Linked DNA regions of Sus scrofa: region 1 is linked to region 2. The links are chromatin contacts, called in public HiChIP or PLAC-seq maps. All regions are on one chromosome and are shown on one strand. The core of a region is the stretch at or near the end of the contact, and the rest is flanking DNA. Distances in the headings are between cores, read along the strand shown.

Evidence for each region. HiChIP or PLAC-seq counts read pairs in DNA pulled down with a chosen protein or histone mark.
Region 1: a contact with region 2 is called in an H3K27ac HiChIP or PLAC-seq map of alveolar macrophages. The contact joins the promoter of AP3M1 here to the promoter of VCL in region 2. A contact is called at or near these places in 1 of 5 promoter capture datasets (fetal liver) and 2 of 2 datasets of contacts at active chromatin or transcription factors (alveolar macrophages and skeletal muscle).

Annotation. Positions count from the first base shown.
Region 1 is chr14:76,831,198-76,836,979 of Sscrofa11.1, forward strand. It overlaps AP3M1 (adaptor related protein complex 3 mu 1 subunit), which reads right to left and starts at 4,477. Exons shown (of 9, transcript NM_001243516.1): 1 at 4,430-4,477. It overlaps ADK (adenosine kinase), which reads left to right and starts at 4,875. Exons shown (of 11, transcript XM_003359240.4): 1 at 4,875-5,013. The coding sequence starts at 4,949.
Region 2 is chr14:76,697,264-76,703,689 of Sscrofa11.1, forward strand. VCL (vinculin) reads left to right here and starts at 3,024. Exons shown (of 21, transcript NM_213934.1): 1 at 3,024-3,191. The coding sequence starts at 3,024. It overlaps LOC102160869 (atherin-like), which reads right to left and starts at 2,884. Exons shown (of 3, transcript XM_013983354.2): 1 at 2,521-2,884. The coding sequence starts at 2,860.

The sequences.
Region 1 (5,782 bases), core at 3,227-5,726, 140 kb after region 2:
CCACTTGCAGCAGTGTAAATTAGCCTGTTTCTTTGGCTACTTACCTTTGAGTAGCTGCAGTTATTTCTTTCATTATTTTAATAAACTTTCTGAGAAAGCTACACATATACCAACACCACAACCATCTTTTTGTCCTAGAAGACATTTGAGGTAGAAAATAGAATTCTCCCAGCTTATTTTAAAACCACTTAAGAAACTGTTTAAAGGCAGTTCCATTAGAGCTTTGACTGCAGCTTAAACACTTCATAAAACCTCTGTATCAAATGCTGAACACACTTAACCTGATGATTTACAAGCAATGCAATTACAGCAGTCAAAATATCCTTAGGAGACAGTGTCTAAAAAAAGAAAATGTATTCCTTCTATATATAACAGAATGGAGGCATAGAAGGGCTATATTTCTAAGGTGAGAGAATGAGACTAGAAAATAATCTAGTTCCTCTGATTTACTTATTTTTGGCTATGTCTGTGGCAATGGGGAAGTTCCCAGGCGAGGGCTCAAACCCTTGCACAGTGGTGACTTGAGCCACAGCAGTGACAAGGCCAGATCCATTAAATCTGCTAGGCCACAAGATAACTCCAGGTCCTCCGATTTTTTTTTTTTTTTTGTCATTTTTTTTCCCCCCTGCGGCATATGGAGGTTCCCAGGCTAGGGGTCGAATTGGAGCTGTAGCTGCCAGCCTACACCAGAGCCACAGCAACTTGGGATCTGAGCTGCATCTGTGGCCTACACCACAGCTCACAGCAACGCCGGATCCTTAACCCACTGAGCAAGGTCAGGGATCGAACCCGAAACCTCATGGTTCCTAGTTGGATTTGTTAACCACTGAGCCACGACGGGAAGGAACTCCAGCTCCTCTGATTTTTAACCAGTATTTTGACCATTATTCATCCAACAAACAGTTTTGAGTGTTTTATATAATAAACAATAGAGATACAAAATGAACCAAATAGAATCTCTAACTCAAAGAATTTAGAGTTCATCAAAGAAGGCAAACAATTTAATACAGTAAGATGTAATTCCTGTTATGACAGGGAAAATATAATGTGCCATAGAAATCAGCAAGGCTTTGGAATAAGAACAGAAGACAAAGAAATCCAGTACAAATTTAGCAACTTCAGAAAGTGGATGGAAGTGATAAGGCTGGGGGAGATAAGCAGAGATTGGTTCATTTTACTTTCAGTGCAATGTAAAGTCATTTTTTATGTTTTACGCAGATTTATGCAGTCCAATTCATAGATTTAAGAGAGATCACACTGTGGAAATTAGATAATCAAGCAACTGGACTGCGGGACACTAGTTGAGAGATGAGTTATTGTGGTGGCCCAGTGTTGACACAAGGGATGGAGTAAAATGAAAAGATAAGGGCAACATTTAGGGTTGAGCAAAGTTTGGGCAGAGAAGGAGCACAGAGAGGAAACGTGAGGGATTTAGCCCTGATCTATATAGTCTGACCCAATTCTGGATATATTTGACTCCAACAGATATATGCAAAAGGCCATTGTATATATAGGTCTGGTGCTTCAGACAGAAGCCAAAGTGGAGAAAGATTTTCGAGGAATCATGATTTTTTTGTTAATGGCAACTGTAACCATAAGGAGACTAAAAAGACTAAGAGAGACTGAGCATAGTAGAAGAGAACCTATAGAAGGAACTTCCTGCTTTTGAGTAGCATGTGGGTCAAAGAGGTAGGCCTAAAAAAATACTGAGAAGATGTGACTGAAGAGGGCTTAGGAAAAAAGGGGGGAGGGTAATGGTTTTTAGTACAAGAGTGTGTTAGTGTGTTCCCAGAAGAATGGAGTGGTTAACATTTTAAAAGGCACAAAGAGGTCAAGATAGAACAACTGAGGGAGTTCCTGGCATGGCAGTTTAAGGATCTGGTGTTGCCGCAGCTGTGGCTCAGATTCAATCCCTGACTCAGAACTTCCTTATACCATGGGAGAGGCAAAAATAAATAAATAAATAAATAAAAAGGAAGATGAACTGAAAATATCCATTTTTTACAGTGGTTTTCAACTTTCTTTACATTACTGTCTCTTAATGGGCCTTGTCAAACCCCCCTTCATTAACACCTCTCATTCATAAAATTTTAATATCACACAATGTTTATCTCTTTATGTACTGTAAATATTGGTTTTATACATAAAAAGCATAATTTTTTTTCCTTACAAGAAGCAAATTTTGTCCCTGATGAGAATGTACAATTCAACACATAGGCATTGGTGATCTTAAAGCAGTTTCAGTAGTAGTTCAGTGGAATGCTGGAAGCAAGAATATACTGCAGCGGGCCAAAAAATAAATAGCAAGAAGTGGGAAAAAGAGAGATAAGGCGAGTAGATGATACAGTCAAGAACTCTGGCTGTGAAGGAGATAAAAAGACAGGAAAATAAACTGGAGTGGTTTATAAAGTTAAGGAAGACTATTTTTAAAAGCTGAAGGAAAAATGTGAGAAGGGAAAGGCTGATGATATAAGAGTGAGGGAATAACTATAAACAAAAGAAGACCCTGAGGATGTGGGAGAGGATGACACTGGGGAACTTAAGTGAAAAGATCTGCCTTCCTTAAGGAAAAGGAATACTTTTCCCTCTTTAAACAGAAGGAAAGCAGGTTTGTGTATTTGGCTGCAGAAAGATGATGGCTTCTATTTTCTCTGTGGAATAGGAGAGAGAGTCATCTATAGAAAGAGAGAATTCCTCTTCTCTACAAATACCATCTGCTACTCACTAATAATTATTAAGCTACTTAAAAATATCTAGTTTGCAGGGAACTCCAATAATCTATTATGTTTACTGTTGAGAAACAATGTAGAAATCCCAAGATTCGGTAAGAAAGGCTACCTTTATTGCCAAGAGAGCTTTCCCACCAAAGGTATGTTAAGTTTCAGATGATTTTTCATTCATCGAATTCCTCTTTTTCTATGGTCTCAAGTCAAAGTGTGCTCTGTTGTTTCCAACACTAATTTTTCCACTTGTAATTCTGATCCCATTTCCTTTTCTCTCTTCCCAAGTCTTAACTCCTTTTCCCTGGATCTTTAATCTTATACATTAGTTACCTGCTTTCTGCTCCCAAACATAAAGTGTCTGATATTCTTTGAAACAAACAAACCCCAAATCTTTTAGGGACCTTGCCACCTCAACAATCTTTTGCTTCATGGTCCAAAAGAAGAAGCAGGGAGTTCCTGTCGTGGCGCAGTGGTTAACGAATTAGACTAGGAACCATGAGGTTGCGGGTTCGATCCCTGCCCTTACTCAGTGGGTTAACGATCCAGCGTTGCCGTGAGCTGTGGTGTAGGTCGCAGATGCGGCTCGGATCCCGCGTTGCTGTGGCTATGGCGTAGGCCGGCGGCTACAGCTCCGATTCGACCCCTAGCCTGGGAAACTACATACGCCGCGGAAGCGGCTCAAGAAATGGCAAAAAGACAAAAAAAAACAAACAAAACAAAACCAAAAAAAAAAAAAAAAAAAAAACCCAAAAAAACAAAAGAAGAAGCACTAGTCTGCACGTGCAGTCTCTCCTCTCAGTAAATGATGCTTTAAAGCAGTTTTCTCAAATAACCCAATGACTTCCTAATCATTAAATCCAACGACCTATTCTCAGACTTCAACTTTGTCCTTTGATCCTTGCAGTATTTCATGTCCCTAATAAATTTGCCCAAAACAAGACAAATACTTCTTACCAAATTATGTGAAATTTCATCTGTTTTTGTTTTCACCTCGAAAGCTTCTTTCAGATGTACTTGTAAGTTTTTTTTTTTTTTTTTTTTTCTTTTTAATCTTTCTATTACCTCCACCTAAACCACTGTTTCAAACTCGATATATCCCAAACTCCACAAGATTCTTCCTTTTCATGTAAGGACTCCTAACTTTATGAAGGTACCACCTTTCTGATGAAGCGTTGGCTTCGGGTTCAATACAAATCCACCAAACCATATCATTCATCACTTTTCCATACTCGCTGTCACCTCCTCAGTTTTGATTCCCATCAACTCACTTCTGAAAAAATGCAACACTCTCCTCACCCTATTCCCCACCCCAGGCCCATCCTGGGCGACACGCTCTAACAGGACGTCCGCTTAGGTCAGTTAAGGATTTTGTCCTCCACAGTAGAAACCTGAGGCTGAGATCAGAGTCACCGGTATTCCAGCTCACTGTGCGTTACAAGACCGTTTTCCCGTGGCAGAGAACGGCGAGGGACCCAAAAAGCCAGAACCTCTTGGGCCTAGGGCCTAGAAACACTGGCAAGTACACCGCTCCCTTCCGGCCCAGCTGACAAGAAAGACCGGAAGGCCTAGTGGGAGGCACGGCCCCGGTAAACAGCACTGGAGACGCTTCCGTAGCCCAGCCTGGAGTTCAGAGCCTTGGCTATTCCGTCAACCCCCCAGATTTCGAGCTGTCCCCTATCCGCACACTCCCAGCCCCTCACACTCACCCCGACACCAGGGCCAGCCAGTGATTAGATGCGGGGTCCTCTCCAGAGCGAGGCTGAGGAAGCTGAGAAGGTCGTGAGGACCCCTGCAGTTGAGGTGCCTGGTAGATTGCCTGACTAACAGCCTCAAAGAAACCAACAGTATTGGAAAGATTAAACGAGCGGGAAGACGCTGAATGAGAAATATGTCTTTTGAAGTTTAGGATATAATCTTCTAGATCACACAGAATCTAGAAAAATAGGGAGTTTCGCATCTTCTGGACTCAGGCGCTCATCCGCAGTCTAAACCAGTTAGGGGTGCCCCTACAGTCGGACTGGCGGGGTCCGGAGGGGCTGTGCATTATCCAATGGGTGAGGCCCAGAAGTAAAGCCAATGGCTGTGGTCGGGAGAGGCGGGGACTAGGGGGAGGAGAGAGGGGCGGGGTCTAGAGGAAAGGAGGCGGTGATGGGAGGAGGGGGCGTGGCCAAGGAGCCGAAGGGGTGGGGCGTGCGCTGGTGCTTAAGTGAGGTGGGAGCGTGAAGATGGCAGCGGTTGAAGAAGAGCCAAAGCCCAAAAAGCTGAAGGTGGAGGCGCTGCGAACGCTGAGGTGAGCACTACCTGACGTAGGGTGGAGGGCAACGGCGCCTGCCGCTAACCTTGGCCCACGTGGGGTTGCGCGGCTTCGGCGCTGGGTGCTATCCTCACCGCCCGCCTGAGGCCAGCGCTCGTATCCGCTGGGCTGCGACCCTTTGCCCGGCGCCTGCCCAGTTTAGTTCAGTCTCCGCCTGCTCGCCCTTGGCCAATCACAGCGCTGGCGGGGCGCTCGGAGCTGGCGGTGGAAGGCTGTGGGCGCCACGTGGGAGCCGGTCCGCACAGGGCAGATGTGACCTAGGAGGACCAGACCCGACCTGAGCCGCGTCACCTGCGGCTACCTCCTTTTTCCTGGGGATAACGAGGAAAATGCGTAGCGACTGCACTACCCCGGGAGAAAAACAGAATTTAGGGGAATTTTCGCGGAAAGACGTCTTCACCTTATTTTTGGTATATTCGCTACTGAAGTCTGGTACCTTTGCAGACCCTTTTCCAGGGACCGGGACCCCACCTCCGAGGCTTTGCGGGGATGGAATTTGCCTGAATGGTTAGGAAAAGTTGATTTTTCTTACTTTCTTTGCATTTTTTGGCAGTAGTGGAGATAGTTCTCCACCTAATTTTTGCTTTACAGGTGATTTGATGTTTCAGCTTTTGCTTATTGGTTAATATAGTATCCCCTAATAAACATGAGGTGTAGTATATATATTCTTTGCTGATTTTGAAATGCTCCTTGGAAGGCAATAAATTTTGTGTCTTAAACTAGACATATCAAACTGATTTAGAAC
Region 2 (6,426 bases), core at 1,774-4,273:
TGCAAGTATATAATTAGCAAAGTGGAGGCAGAAACTCTATGAGGATTATAGAAAACAAATCATATATACTTCCATTACTCAAATATTACTATTACTAATGTGAACTAATGAGCAGAGAAAACAGCTTTGGTAGCCATGGTAAGTCTAGACAATAATTTTATTAGTTTGATAAAAGGCTCCATTAGGAATGGGAATTCCTAGGGAGCTGTTTAGTAATTAATTTAGTCATGGCCAGACATAGGTTACCAGCTATGTAACTGGAACCAGGTTCATGGGTGTGCAGTCAGTGTAGCTACAGGGCCACATGCTGAGAACTTCACATTTGGGATCAGATACTCTGCAGTCATCATCTTGATTCTTTTTTTTTTTTTTTTCAGTGCTGCACCCATGGCATATGGCAGTTCCCAGGCTAGGGGTCAAATTGGAGCTACAGCTGCCAGCCTATGCCACAGCAACATGGGATCTGAGCAGCATCTGTGACTTACACCACGGCTCACGGCAATGCTGGATCCTTAACCCACTGAGCGAGGCCAGGGATTGAACCTGTGTTCTCATGGATACTAGTCAGGTTTATTAACCACTGAGCCACGATGGGAACTCCGCCACCTTGATTCTTAATAATTTTATCTTTGAGTTTGTATTTTAGAAGAGAAGTCCAATAGGACAGTTGGAACATGCATTGGGGGCTTGGGGCCTCAGATTCTGTATGGTCCTTCCTCCCACTACTTCACTTGGATGGGTTTTTAGCTGCTTGCTCTCTCCCAACCTCTGGCCCCCTGACCCCGCCCAGCCTCCCCTGACTCTGTTCAGGGACCACACTTCTACCCTTTGCTCTGCCTTGGGCAAGGTTCTGTGTATGCCACAAGGTGTCTAAGGGTGAGGCATGGAGGTGGCCATTCTCAACCTAAGCTATCAATGCCATGCATTTATTGTGCTCAACTCAGTGGAGGTGAGCCTCCTGTCTTTCTTCATCCAATTGTTGAGAGAGTCTCAAGGCTGGAGGTTGCAATACCTTTGGAGGTCACCCATTTGCTGTGGATTGAGGAGGTAGGCCTGTGGGAAGGGGAGATGCCTGACTTGGGTCACTGTCCATCACTGGGAATTGCATGTCAGTCCAACAGTAGACAAGAGGGTTCTTTAGGTTCCTGTGGGGGGATCTGTATTCATCCCAAAGGTATCTGCTCCCCAGGGAGTGTGACACTAAATAGCAAATAAAAAATACCGTGACTGGTTGAGAGAGATACCACCAAAGAAAGGAACAAGCTTTGCATTTTAGTATCTTTAACAACACTTTTTCCTCCTTTTAGATCTACATTTTTACTTTGCACTGGTTCCGCAAATCGAGTTGGTGGTTCTATATGCAATCTTAGAAATTACAAAATGCCAAATTCTAAGTTTCCTAGAACTTAGAAAATAACAACTAAATGTTAAATTAAGATAGAGAGAGAAAGCAATCCATTGTCTATGAGGACATTGAAAGCAATAAAGAAAAAGTGGAGGTATTAGAAGGAAAAGTGCAGGATTTGGTAACTCACACAGCAGAACCAAGGATGTATATTAACTGAGAAAACAAAACAAAACAACCAAAACAACAACAACAAAAATAACTGCTAAAGTTGCACAGGGCAAGACACAGTTTAGTCTCTTGTAAAACATAGGCCCTTGAGAAATACGTTCATTTGACTTGCACATCTTCTGCTTGGAGGTATTAGTGAAAGTGTTTTGTCTTAGAATGGAGAAGCTTAGGCAAAAGAAATTTTGAGGTGAGGAAGACATTTAAAAGATGTCTTCTACAAAGCACACTGAGAGGATTAGGCAATTTGGTCTTATCAAAATGTAAAATGTACATTTCTGCATTTTTACTCATTTTTAGTCCTAGATAAATATACATACACACAATACATAGGCAAGTACTGTGATGTTCAAGCAGAATTGTTGTTGTTGTTGTTTTGGCCCTGCTGTGGCATGTGGAACTTCCTAGGTCAGGGATCAACCTGGGCCAGAGCTGTTACCAGAGCCATAGCAGTAACAACGGTGGGTCTTTAACCTGTTGAGCCACAGGGGAATTCCCAGAATTGTCTTTTAATAGCAAAAAACAGAATCCAACTTAAATGTCCATTACTAGGAAATTATTCAATTCCATACAATGGAATACCATGCAGTCATTAAAAAGAATGAGGTAGACCTAGACCTACATTTACCAACAGTGAGATGATCAGGGTATTCCAAGGGGGAAAAATATCAAGTTCCAGGAAAATGTTTAATCTTACTTACTTAGAAAAAAATATACGTGCACAACAAAGTGAGCAGACAAAGGTCTCGAAGCTTGCGCACCAAACTGTTAACAGTGAGTATTCTGAGGACACAGAGGGTGGAGTGTGTGTGAATGAATGGGATGCTCCTGTTTCTCTATGCACTTCTGTTTTTTGACTATATTACAGAGAGGAAATGGAAAGAGTATTTTCAGGGCATCGTTTCAAGGGAAAAGTTGGGCAGCAGGCAGGGAGAACTATAGCTCACCAGTCTTGTCAGATTCCAGCGCCGCGGGAGGTAAGGAGAACCCGCCCAGCTGAGGTGATTCTGCAGAGGGGCGGCGCTCCGCAGAGACGAGGCGGGAGGCCGCCCCGGGGGGCGGGGCCCCGACTCCAGCCTCACGTTCCGTTCCCACCATGCCCTTATAAGGAGCGCCCGGCGTTAGGGCTCGGGAATCCGGTCGCAATCCCTTAGGCGCAGCCCCAATCCCAGGCCCCTCCCTTGGGAATGGGGGCGGGGCGGGGTCTTGGCGGCGCGGTTGTGGGGGCGGGGCATATCTAAGCAGGACCAATAGGAATGGTGGCTCCGATCTGAACGGCGCTGCCATTGGGCGCGGCGACGCGAGGGGGTGGGGCGCCCGCGAGGCTGGTTACGCCGAGGGAAGCCCGGACTCCGTAGTCGCTGCTCGGAGTCCCTCTCTTCGCGGGTTCCCCTCTCTGCCGTTCTCAGTTCTCTGTAGCCCGCGGTTCGCCGCCCCGCTAGCCGCCGCGATGCCGGTGTTTCATACGCGCACGATCGAGAGCATCCTGGAGCCGGTGGCGCAGCAGATCTCGCACCTGGTGATCATGCACGAGGAAGGCGAGGTGGACGGCAAAGCCATCCCTGACCTCACCGCGCCTGTGGCCGCCGTGCAGGCGGCGGTCAGCAACCTCGTCCGGGTGAGCGCGCCAGGCCTGGGATGGGGAACGGGGGCGGGAGACGTCCCAGGGGTCCCGGCCCGCCTCGCGGCTCCCCTGTGCTGCCTGCGGCTTTGCGCGTGGGCTCTGGAGCCAGACCGCCTCCGGTTTGAATCCTGACTCCCCCGCGCTGTGACCTTGAGCAAGACCCCGAGTCTCTCTGAGCTTCAGTTTTGTCATCTATGAAATGGGGGCAGTCGTAATAATGCCTGCCTTGCGGGTTTGTTGTGAAGATTCCGCGAGGTTTTTGTAAAGTGCCTAGCGCGGTGTTATGATCTATAGTAAGCGCTCAATAAATGATAGGTGTTAGGAGTCTGATAGCCCCTTTCTCTCAGTAGTCTGTCGCCCCACCGGTTGACACTCTTGCTCACAGCTCCTTTTTAGGCCTCCCGAGCCTCTGGGCTGGCGGGCTTCTCCACCGATTCTCTGCCTTTCCTTCCAGAGATTATTAGAGCCACGTTGTTCTCCTTCCTGATACTTGCCCCTCGCCTTAAAACCTGCCTCACCCACCACCCCTCCCCAGAGCTCCCCGCGTCCGGCGCTTTTGTCCACTTGTCTTACTGGCCACTCGTCTCCGTCTCCTCCCTCCCTGGGCATTCTACTTCTGCTCACACCTCTGGCCCTCACAAACGCCGGGTTATGTCTTTATGCAGAAATTCATAACCCTTTCCCCCTTTCGCTTAACCCTGCTGCCTTTCATTCCCCGTCCCCTCCCGCTCCCGTGGAGATTTCCACCTGGTTTTACCTGCTGTCAAACGGCGTCCTCCCACGGGAGCCTTTCCAGATCGGGGGCCCTTCTTGTCGGCCCCTCCTCCTGACAGGAAGCAAGATGGAGCTGCTGGGAGAGGCCTTTGGAATCTGGGATCTGCGGCCCCTGCCGGAGAAAAGGCCGGGGCGTCTCCTCCCAGATCCACAACTTTCCTAGGTGGCTAAGTGGCCCTGCAAGACCCCTGTAGCCCGCAGCTGTGACTAATAACTGAGGTGATTCCTGGAGGAGGCGGAGCCCACTTCTGAAATGGAAGAAGAGGTGCTGTGTGACCAGTCTCCTAACACTCCGATGGCTAATATCACACTTTTCTTTCCCACCCTGGGTGGGTGACTCAGACAGCTGCTGCCTGTGAGGAACAACTTTGGAAAAAGTTCATACTGCTCCCCCACTGAGCTTTGTGGAGTGCCTGTCAGGGTAGTTAGGAGGCTGGGAGGCAACCGTGGGTCTGGGTGGGGCTTGAGTTACTTACCTGATGAGAGCACTTTAATGCTTTGGAGGCATTTAAACGTGAAAGTCTTCCCCAGTCTTCTAGGGCTCTCCTCCACTGTTCAGGACTAGGAAGATGCTACTGACCAAATTCCCGTGCTGCCTTCTGTGTAGATTTAGCAAGACTCTGATATTCAGGAAGAATATTGTATTCATTCAAAATGTCTAGTTCTACAGTGTTCTTGTTCTTTTTATAACTAGTTTTAATCGAAGACTCCAGAGTACATTCCTATGTAGTGTTGTCTAACATGGCTGCATTCCAGGCCTCCATTTTTCAACAAATAGGAAACAATGTAAAGAGACAAGGTAATAGTGTCCCTCCAAGGAGTCTTTCAGGAAATGAAATCTTAAAACCACATGTTTCACTTGGAACAGAGCTAGTGTTGTCTAGGGGTTGCTATCTGGTTAGGCCATTTAGAGAAAAGTTATTTATGAGCTTTAACGCATGAGTTAATAAGAGTTGCATGTTTGCTATATAGGGGGCATTTTAATAAATCAGTGGTTCTCAGGTTGAGATGTGCATCAGAATCACCAGTGAGGCTTTTTTGAAATAAAGATATCCAGTTCCCTCCCCAGACTTACTGAGGAGCTCTTTTGGGGGTCGAGTCAAGGCCTTTGTGTTTTCAGGAAGCTCCGTAGGTGGCTGTGTTATATACCCTTAGGAAATACTGTGATAGATACTGTAAGACAAATACAAAAGAAGTGAGGCCAGTCATAAACTGAAAACAAAATTACATATAATTACATACTTCCCAATACATTATGAAGGGACTTGAGAGTATCTTGGGAGTTAGCAGAGAGAAAGTGAGGAGGATGGTGCTGATAGTCAAGTGTGAACAAAAGTACTTGTAAGTCACTTTCAAGTTACCACAAGTAGATTGTCTTGATCAGCTCAGGAGGCAAGTTGGAGAGAAATTGGAGATGAAGTCGGTGCATGCCATATGGGCAGTTTAACAGAAGTCCAATAAGATGAACAAAGAGAATGGGAAGGAGAGGATGAGGACAGTGGTATGAGGGAGAGGCATGGATTGTGTTGTGGGGAGGCCAGAGGACCTACCCATTACTTGGAATTCTGGGTATCCGTTGTGCCCTTATGTATTTGCTGCTGAATATTGTGATAAATTGTGTATAGTGTGTCAAGTTCCCATCTGGGTTGTTTGGAGAACAGGCCTCATATGATATATATTTGCTCCCCCGTTCTTACCCTCAACATTGGCACACAGGATGGCTTGATAAGTACTGTTGAAGGAAAGAAGGAACTATGGGAAGGGAGATAAATTAGGAGACTTTTAAAATTGGCTGGTCATGAAGAAAATGAGGGACTGGACTTGGCTGTGGCAGGGAAGAGGGAGTTATATTAGAACTATATTAGAAATGCAGTAGAAAAAGAATTAGTAGAGCTTGATGATTGCACTCAGGGAAAAACATGTAGCGTTACTAGAAAATAATGAAGCTGATTTTTGAACAAATATTCTGGAATTTATACAATTCAGGTTTCTTTCAGTTATCATGAGGGGTTATGTCCATATTCCAGTGCTTCTCTTCGGGAATTTCTTACATACATATGTCAAATTAATTTGTTTTACTTCAGTCAAGAAAATTGTGTCTGAAATGGGCATTCATTAGCCCTACTACTTGATGTAACCTTTTTTGGAATCTTTTAGATATTTCCAAAATTAAAATTTACCAGGCGAACTTGAAATTCTGAATTGTTAAGCAGTAGTCATATACTTATCAAATAGGTATTTACTGAGATCCTCTCTTAAGGTCAAAGCAGTAAGTATGGTACTGGGCAGAATAAGTTTAATACTGGATTGGAAGTCTTAAGTGGCTGAAAGAAGTGAAGTATCATGGAAGTTCAGAGGAAGGTGAGAGCATGGGCTTCATGGAGGAGGAGGTAACTTTTGAGCTGGCCTTAAAGACAGGTAGGGTTTGAAAATTTAAAGATGTGATAAGAAAAGC